Linked DNA regions of Anas platyrhynchos: region 2 is linked to region 1. A link is a contact called in public Hi-C data. All regions are on one chromosome and are shown on one strand. The core of a region is the stretch at or near the end of the contact, and the rest is flanking DNA. Distances in the headings are between cores, read along the strand shown. Region 1 overlaps SLC25A36 (solute carrier family 25 member 36). Region 2 overlaps LOC106017894 (a long non-coding RNA gene).

The links. Hi-C and Micro-C count contacts between places; a contact is called where the count stands out from the background.
Region 2: a Hi-C map of skeletal muscle shows a contact between it and region 1, with 1.9 times the contacts expected there. The contact joins two enhancer-like sites. A contact is called at or near these places in 5 of 8 Hi-C or Micro-C datasets (F1 follicle, liver, skeletal muscle and 1 more).

What each region holds. Positions count from the first base shown.
Region 1 is chr9:19,965,798-19,970,306 of IASCAAS_PekinDuck_T2T, reverse strand. SLC25A36 (solute carrier family 25 member 36) reads left to right here. Exons shown (of 7, transcript XM_038183514.2): 7 at 303-4,509. The coding sequence ends at 496. Among named protein-coding and RNA genes, the nearest start is that of SLC25A36, 31 kb to the left of the region's middle. Within about 2 kb of position 1,791, at least 1 of the 8 cell types and tissues checked has an H3K27ac peak or open chromatin away from gene starts, as enhancers often do.
Region 2 is chr9:20,038,042-20,042,550 of IASCAAS_PekinDuck_T2T, reverse strand. It overlaps LOC106017894 (a long non-coding RNA gene), which reads right to left. Exons shown (of 3, transcript XR_002403370.4): 3 at 1,142-3,268. Among named protein-coding and RNA genes, the nearest start is that of PXYLP1, 18 kb to the left of the region's middle. Within about 2 kb of position 2,295, at least 2 of the 8 cell types and tissues checked have an H3K27ac peak or open chromatin away from gene starts, as enhancers often do.

The DNA of each region.
Region 1 (4,509 bases), core at 542-3,041:
GATGGATTGAGTACTTCATTCATGGCAACTTTGAAGTTAAAACATAAGCCCAAACAGTTCTCTTCTGGATTTTAACTGAGCAAAGTCTTCTTGCTTAGCGATTTAGTAGACAATACATAAACATTTAACTTGTTTTCCTCTTACATGTACCTGCTTTACCTCTTTGTTGTTTATTTTTTTAGAGTTTTTCTGTTATTAAGAACCTGAGGAAGGGGATTGGTTGCCATTTAATGTAAAATTACTAGTTGGTTGCTGAGAAAGATAAGTGGCAAACATAATCATGTGTGGTTTTCTTTATACAGAGGTTGTACGAACAAGACTAAGAGAAGAGGGAACAAAATATAGATCTTTCTTCCAGACGCTATCTTTGCTTGTGCGAGAAGAAGGGTATGGATCCCTTTACCGAGGTTTAACTACACATCTGATCAGACAGATTCCAAACACAGCTATCATGATGTCAACCTATGAAGTGGTAGTCTACTTGCTCGATGGATAGCAGCGTGTCAAGGCTTTCTAGAGGAAGCTGGAAGATTGAAAGACTGAAGTGGACCATTGAATGTCAATGCCAAATGCGGTGGGCAAAAGGAAAGTTATATCAGGAACATGCAGCTATGGACAAAATAGAAGGTTGTGGGCAACTGAATAATTTTGCTGCCTTATTGTATGGTCTCAGAAGTGTGGCAAATGGGAGCTGCCCCTTAGGGAATGCATTTATACATCTCTTAATTCCAAATTGCTACTTTATTTTCATCTGTTAATCTAGACAACGCTATTCAGTTTTCAGAGACCTGATGAGTGAGAGAGGGGGTGTAAAACATTCTCGGGCAGCCTTATTCCCACTTAATGATTGCTCTCAACTACATCCTTTTTTGTTCTGTTTTACCGCACAGTAACCTGTTGGAAGAATGGGGAAGATGATACTTTAATACCTTTCCATACCTGAAATTTCCATTTGGTTGCTCTGAAGTTTCGTATAGAGACTGAGGTAGTAGTCAGTGTGTAAAGTTTTCAGTGTTGCTACCTCGAGATAGGATATGGCGCAGGGACCCAGAACTGAATTATTTCTTCACTTTAAAAAGGTGATGCTCGTTGGCTGTTTGTGTTTTTTTTTTGTTTTTGTTTGTTTTTTAAGTTTGAGCAGTGTTCTAGGTTAGTGAGAGAGGATCTGATTGCTGAACTCTTCAGGTTATCCATCTCTTAATATTGGTGTATGTGGATTTCTAGTTCTGCTGCATCATTGTTTTTAATTTCTGAAAATTTCCTTCCTTTTTAGAAGAAAGAGACCTATGAAACACTCTCCTATATCATCTGGTTTCCTTGCCAACTTGTCAGGTCACTCGCACAGCTATGGTAGTAGCTGAATGCTGCTACTTAGCCTTTTAAAGGATACTTACTGTGATAGGATATCTTACCTAGTCCAGCCTAACATTTGTGAAGACAGGATTTATTCAAATAGCTCAATGCTACCTAAGAACAAGCTGTTTTATCCTAAAACTTTGGGCAAAGCCTGACCTAGCTTACTAGTATCTGTATCGGTGTAGAGGGGAAGAACATGCATCACCATGGCTAGGGTGACAAAAAGCAGAAAATGTTGAAGCTGAGATAAATCTCTTCAGTGCAGACAGCCCCCGTACAGAATGATGGAGAAAAGAGTAAATTAGATTTATTTTTTTGATCAGCATTCCCCTTGATAATTGGTGTATCACTTCTTCCAACTTGAGCCTGTGTGCAGAATTTCAGTTGACAGTATAACCTTGTCCTCCAGATTGTTTGAATTTTCAGGAATTGTTTTTTGTTCTATAAACCAGTTGCAAAACCATGAGTTGCATTCAGCAACAAGGCTTAGCTAGTTAACTCTGTCATAACTTAGAGCATTTTCCAAAATCATACAGTCGGAGTGTCAAAACCAGAAGTTTACTGTTACAAGAACTCGTGTTTGTTTCCAAACAGAAATCTTCTGTCTGCACCTAGAATATTTATCAATATGCATCCATGATCCTTATGAAGAAGATGGCCATTGTAATTTGGGGGCAATAGCTTTCTACATATAAATGCCACTACACTGGTATGACAGAACTGTGCTATCAGCTCTTCCAGTGTGGTGCTTCAGTGTACTTAAACTGTGCATTGTGTGCAATGGCTTTCTTATAAATGACTCCTTATGCACTTTGTGGCCTTCTGGCTTGTGACTTTTCTTCCTCTTATCGATTATCTGTAGTCAAACTGTGGTTAGTACATGCTGTTGGGTTTTAAACAAGGCATGTGGTTTGATTTCCGTGTAACTGCAGGATAAAGCATTTCATGCTGTAGATGTGTAGGATCTCTGTTGCAGTAGTTCTGTAGGCTTTATGTGAAAACTTGAAGCTTACAGAGCAAGCAGTCTGTTTTTTTTCATTCCCTTTATTTTGATCTTGTCATGTTCTCCATGCTGCCAAAATTTTGAATACTTCATGTAACTACTGATTGCCATCTATAGCACACACAGTGACCTTGGAGTGGAAGCTTGGCTGTACTGACTTCTTTGTCCTTGGAAAATCATGTTTTACCTTTTTAAAGACAAATACTGTGGTCTGTGATCTGTCTGCGAAGGTGAACTTGGTTGATTTAAAGAAGTGAAGGGAGTGCTTATATGTGTGCTCTAAATAAAATGCACCTTTTTCTAGTGATTTCTAGGAAAAATCGGGAGTATTATTCATGACTCTGAAGTCTTGCTGTGATGCCATTATTCGGATAACTAAACTAAGTGCAGGCATAGCTGCTTATTGTAGCTTTAAATCTATAGAAAGTGGATTACTCTTCAGGCTATCCAAGTTATTTGGTCACAGACAAACTTTAACTTGGCAAGACAACATTCAACTGTGGAGTTTGTGAGTATAGCTGACATTAAGCCTTGCATTAGCCTAGGCTTCATGCAAGTCGCTCTCCTTTGTTTATTGGAAACAGTCTCCCTTGATTACACATACATCTCTTCCATTAACTTACTGGGTACCTCCTGTGTGCCTTCTCTGGGTGAGATCTGACCCCTGCAGTTGCTTTCAAAACAAAAGTTGAAGTAGAGAATGTTGACAAGGCCAACTGAGTATGGGAGACAGCAGCTAGAAGTAGACAATCAGCTTATGGTTCCACCTTCTTCAGGGGGGTTTAAGCAATGTTTTTGCCTTCAGGGGGTGATCATGTTTTTTGGCTTACTTTATATAATATAAACCCAAAGTTTTTTGGCTTTTTCATTAAAGTACAGTACATACAAAGTTACCTCTGAAATACTTCCCAAAGATCTTTAAATTATTTATGTAGTTTTCCTGATTATTTATTCCAAAAGCTCAAAGGGAATTAGAAGATGCTACACTCTGTACTATTCTTCTACAGAACCAAAAGGAGTGCATTTAAACTTTCTTGTAATTTAAATGGTCATCCTAATTTCTATTTGAATGTAGCTTATTTACGTCACTTTTTTTTTTTTTTTTCCCTGCTAAAGAGGCAAATTGTTTTTTGGATGTTTAAAACAAGCCTCAGTAATTAGTTTCTTTCCACAATTTCCCTTGCCTAGATAAACCCTTACTAGCTACCAGTTTTGACTCAGCAAAAGGTTAGGTTTGGGAAGCACTGAGCCTGCACTTTGCAGAACCAGCCCAAAGATGGCAGTGGAGCCTGCATTGCTCAGAGGGAAAAGGGGCTGCCTGGCTGCCTGTGTGGCTGTGCTGCTTGTCACCCAGCTGCTGTAGCATCCTGGGGGTGACGTGCCAAGGATGGCCCGAGTTTGGAAAGCCAGAAAAAATCGATTTCAGCGAGTGCCGTCACATTTCACTGCCCCTCTAATTGCCCTACAGTCCCTGTAGTGCTGCGTGCTGACAGGTGAGTTGTGGTGTGTTGCAGGGGGCTGAGCCTGGCCTGTAAAATGACCGATAGTTCTGCTGTTTGTCTGAATTACTCATCTGCTAGACTATGTTGTTTTAAGTAGTTTTACACTAGGGTTTTATGGAGTTTTTGTTTATTTTAATTGTAATTGAAACATCAGCCTGTCCACTAGTACATTGATATTGCACCTATCTAGTTCCCTGTTTACATAATGCACTCCATTTGTTTCCTTTCTAATTGAGATGTTTGTTAATGACAGCTTCTGCTGTTACATTTTTGTTCTTATAATTACATTTGTAACATTCCTCACACTGTAGCATTTGAGAAGAATACTTCCAGATCCAAAATATTGGAGAGCCTCTGTAAATGTTGCTTCCTGTTTGAACTGTTTAAATTCAGAAAACAAGCTGAACACTGAAGTGTGCCTAGGTAAATGTAATCCTTTTTCAACTTTTGTCTGTAAAGATTTAGTTAAGTAAGTTTTCGGTTCTTCTATTTAAGTGAGTCTGCCTACCCTGCATATGTGAACTTAATTATGCCCTAGGAGTCATAGCTAAACACTCACAAATGACAGTTCCAGAATACTTTCATGCTCATGTGAGGTTTGCTATTATTCTTGCATACATGTAGTTGGCTGTAAACTATGTGCATTTA
Region 2 (4,509 bases), core at 1,046-3,545, 72 kb before region 1:
CTCAAAGCACATGCAGGGCTTTGATAGTATCTATTTATGCAAAGTATACCTGGCAGTCAGTAACTACTGGTGTTCCTCAGGGATCATTGCTGGGATCAGTTCTGCTTAATGTCTTCATTAATGATTTGTATGATGGGACAGAGTACACTATCAACAAATTTGCAGACAATGCAGAATTGGGAAGAGCAGTCAACATGCTGGATGTCAGGGCTGCTCTTCAGAGGGACCTGAATGAGCTAAAGAAAAGGACTGACGGGAACTTCATAGAGAATGACAAAAGCAAATGCAAATTCCTACATCTGGGGTGGAACAAACCCATGCAGCCCAGATGGGCTGCGGCCAACTGTCTGGGAAGAAGCTCTGCAGAACAAGATCTGAAGACCCATGTAAACGTGTTCATACAAATCAGCAGGGTGCCCTGGGATCAAAGAAGGCTAGCTGCATCCTGGGCTGTATCTGTGTAGCCAGCAGGTCAAGGGAAGTGATCATTCCCTCTATTTGGCACTTGTGATACCTCTCTGGAATACTATATCCAGTATCGGGCTCTCCAGTACAAGAAAGATATTGACATACTGAAGTGAGTCTAGTGGACAGCCACCAAGATGATTGGGGGCTGGTGAACACAATGTAAGAGGAGAGGCAGAGAAAAGTGCCTTAAGGCAGAAAAAGACTGAAGGCAGAAAAGACTAGGCAGAAAAGACTACTAGAAAAGCCCTGAGGAGTCCTTAATCCTCTCTACAGCTGCCTGCAGCTGCCTGATCAGAGGACAGAGAGATGGAGCCAGATTCTTCTCAAAGGTGCACAGGATGACAGACAACAGACGCAAGCTGGAACATAGGAAATACTGTTTAGATGTAAAGAAAAAAAAATTACCATAGGAATGATCAAATGCTGGAGCAGGCTGCCCAGGAGGTTGTGGGATCTCCCTCCTTGGAGGTATTTCAGACTTGACTGGACAAGCACAGGCACAATCTAACCTCATTATACCTGCTTTGAACAGGGAGTTGGACTAGATGACCTCCGGAGGTCCCATCCAACCCAAATTATTCCATGATGCTACGATTCCTAGATATAGAAAGAAATACTACAGGGAGCTGCTGACAGCTAACCTGTTTATGTCTGGAGAATAACGGGATGAAAAGCCATCTGAGCAACTACAAACCTGTTGGTCACAGAATCACAGAATGTTTAAGGCTGGAAGGGACCTCTGGAGGCCATCTGGTCCAACCTCCCTGCTCAAGCAGGGACACCTTAAGCAGGTTGCTCAGGACCATATCTAGACAGCTTTTGAAAATCTCTAAGGGGGAAGGCTTCACAACCCCTCTGGGCAACCTGATCCAGTGCTTCGCCACCTACGCAAGGAAGAAGTGCTTCCTGATTGTTCAGATGGAACCTCCTGTGTTCCGATTTGTGCCGACTGCCTCTTGTCCTGGCACTGGGCACCACTGAGCAGAGCCTGGCTCCGTTCTCTTTGCACCCTCCCTTCAGGTATTTATAGACATTGATGAGATCCCTCCAAGCCTCCAGGCTGAGCAGTCCCAGCCCTCTCAGCCTCTCCCCACAGCAGAGTTGCTCCAGGCCCTTGTTTGCCTTGGTGGCCCTCTGCTGGACTCCTTCCAGCATGTCCAGGTCTTTCTTGTACCGGGGAACCCAGAACGGGACACCGTGCTAGAGATGCGGCCTCACCACTGCTGAGAAGAGGAGGGTCTATCTTCAACAGGTTGAAAAACTTCTGGATGCATCTTAAAGGCAAGAAACACAGAAGACCATATGATGAATGGACACTGAGATAATATCCCATATCAGATTATCAGCAGCAAGTCTTTCAGATCATCCTCATATCTTCTTTGATGAGAAATTCTTGGTAGTTGAGACCTGCTGTTTTTAAAAAGCACTTTGTGTTGGAAGTTTTTTCAGTCTGAGGAAAACATTTAGTGAAATAAGTATAACCCAACTAGGGATCTGATGAAACTAAGGAACTGATAATTTGTGCCCAAAAAAGAAGGCTGAAAATTGGATCTTTGCTGGTCTTTTCAAGGCCTGCAATTGGGACTACTTGTCTCTTTAATACTTACTTTTGCCAGTGCCATTAAAAAGATGTGGGAGGTAATATTTGTCAAAGACAGGCACTGTTACCAATAATCAGAGAGGACTGAAATAACCTACAGAATGAAATGAAAGATCTTTGGGGTGACAGCACAGAAGCTCGGTTATGTTTAATTGCACAGCATGCAAAGCCATGTATTTAAGGACTTGCAGCCAGCTGGAAATGACTAAGGGAAAAGATCTGGACAGGCTGGCAAATCACAGGCACTGTGTGGTGAGTCAAAAGGGTATGATGCAGCTGCGCAAGAAATACTACTCAACAAAAGGCTGTAATTTTTAGTGACTCTTTTGACATTTCTAGATCTCCTACCAAGAGAGACACCATGAATATTGCACAGTTTTTCAGAACCAGCTTTTGTGTTTCTAGAAACCTTTTCATTTCCCATACAGAGAGCAGCAAAAGAAAAATGTGTGTGTGCACAGAGGGAGAGCAATGGAAAAAGACAGGGGAAACACCACAGAAGAAAACATAATTTTAGAGGGTGTTATTTTCTGTTTGAATAAAAAGCCATTAATTCCAGAAATATATCCAAGGATTGCTTTTGAAAGTTTTTGGCAATTCAGTTCCACTAAGTAAAGTACTGCTGCAGTAAAGGATTTTAGAAGGTATGAACATAGGGATAGCAGGTGACGTCTTTCCAGCTTCTCTTTTGGCAATTGTATTTCTATGCTAGACCTACAGCAGAAATTCTGCATGCTTGAAATATTCAGACAATGTTGTTCATAGGCCACAAAAGCCAGAAGTAACAATTTTCTTAAATTGAATCCTATTAATAAGTTCTATTATTCTACACTGATAGTTTTTTATTTTATTATTATATACATTATCAACTATGCTAGCAGCAGGATATAACAAATGCAAAATACTTGTTCAGGAACACTGCTGTTTTCAGCGGGGAATAATTAAGAATACATTTCAATAACATTTAGGATTCTAATGAATAAAAGATAACTCATGCAGGCAACTCAGAGGCCTGTGTAATTTTCTCCAAGGAGGTCAAAATGCATGATGAGTGCCTAATTCATAATGAAGCACTTTTGGGTCATATATTTCGGCAGCAGACAAGATGTGATGAAGGTTCAGGTAACATACAGGTTTGAAATGTCATCTTTCCTGCAGGAAGCCTTCAAAAGGATGTCAGGATTCTTCAGCATAATTCACCTGAAAAGCAGAAAATACCTCTGGGAGTGTTCCAGCACTCTGTGAACAGAATGTGTATCAAAAGCAAAAACTTTACCTCTTATTCACAGAAGTACTGATTGCATTTTCCCAGCTGGATCTGAGTTGGTAAACAAGTGCTCAGCACAACTGTGCTCTCATCTCCATAGCAGCAACATAATGAAAGCAGTAAAGAATATGACCATCCAACTGACTTTCTTTCAGACCCTCCACCATACCTCTAATTCTTATGGTTGCCAGATGCAGCTATTTAGTTTTTGTTTTCCCAGATTGCCTTCATTTTATTTTTACTAGAAAAATAACAAAGATGGTGAAAATCTGTTTATGTGGCTCAGCCCATTCAGGCCTGCCTGTCTAGTTTGGTTTAAACTTCGCTAACTGCAGCAAGCATGGGCTCGAGCTGCACCATCTCAATCCTCTTGGAATCCACACCACAATACGGTTACAGCCCAGCTAGTAATGACTCCCTACCTCTGTTTTACTCCTCATTTCAACTGGGATTCTACATGCCTTTGTGCAGCAGGGGGTGGAAGAAAGACTGTAAGAAGAGGAAATATCAAAGAAAGTGCAAGGGCTGTGATTGTACAGAACAGAGGCTTTAAACAGCCAAGGTTGAGGAGAAGGGCATTTATACCTGGATCCACACACAGTGATGACCTTAAAACTATGGATCTCAAAATTATCAGTAATTTCTAACAAATAAGGTTTGTTTGTAGGTCTGGGAGATTTTAAATGTCTGCCTCCCTTTTGTCTGCTAAAAGTAAATGTCAAAGTTCAGTTGCTTTCTTTGTATTCTCTTGACATTGCCTCCTTCCCATTCCCTTACACGACTCCAGCTCAGCAGTTTTTCAACATTTTCAAAAATTGCTCTTAAAGCTTGAACCAAACCCAGAGAATATCGTCTGTTTGGACAGGATACAACTGCCCTTCCCTACCAAGTGAGCAGAGAGTAGCTCGCACTCCCTGTGAGGCACTCCAGGGGTTTCAGACTGATGAGAGCACCTGGGAGGTACCTGGGGGACCAGGCAGTGCCAGGCCTCTGATGCACACAGACACTGCTCAGAGCCAGTGCAAGGCCCGCAGAGGAAATAGGCAACTTTGCGTGGCCCATTTTATTGCCCACAGAAAGAAAATTCGGATTTTTTTTCTGCCTCTTTTTGTTTGTGTTCTGCAAAATGCTTTTCAACTCACAAATCCGCCCTCCTGGTTGGAGGGCAGACCAA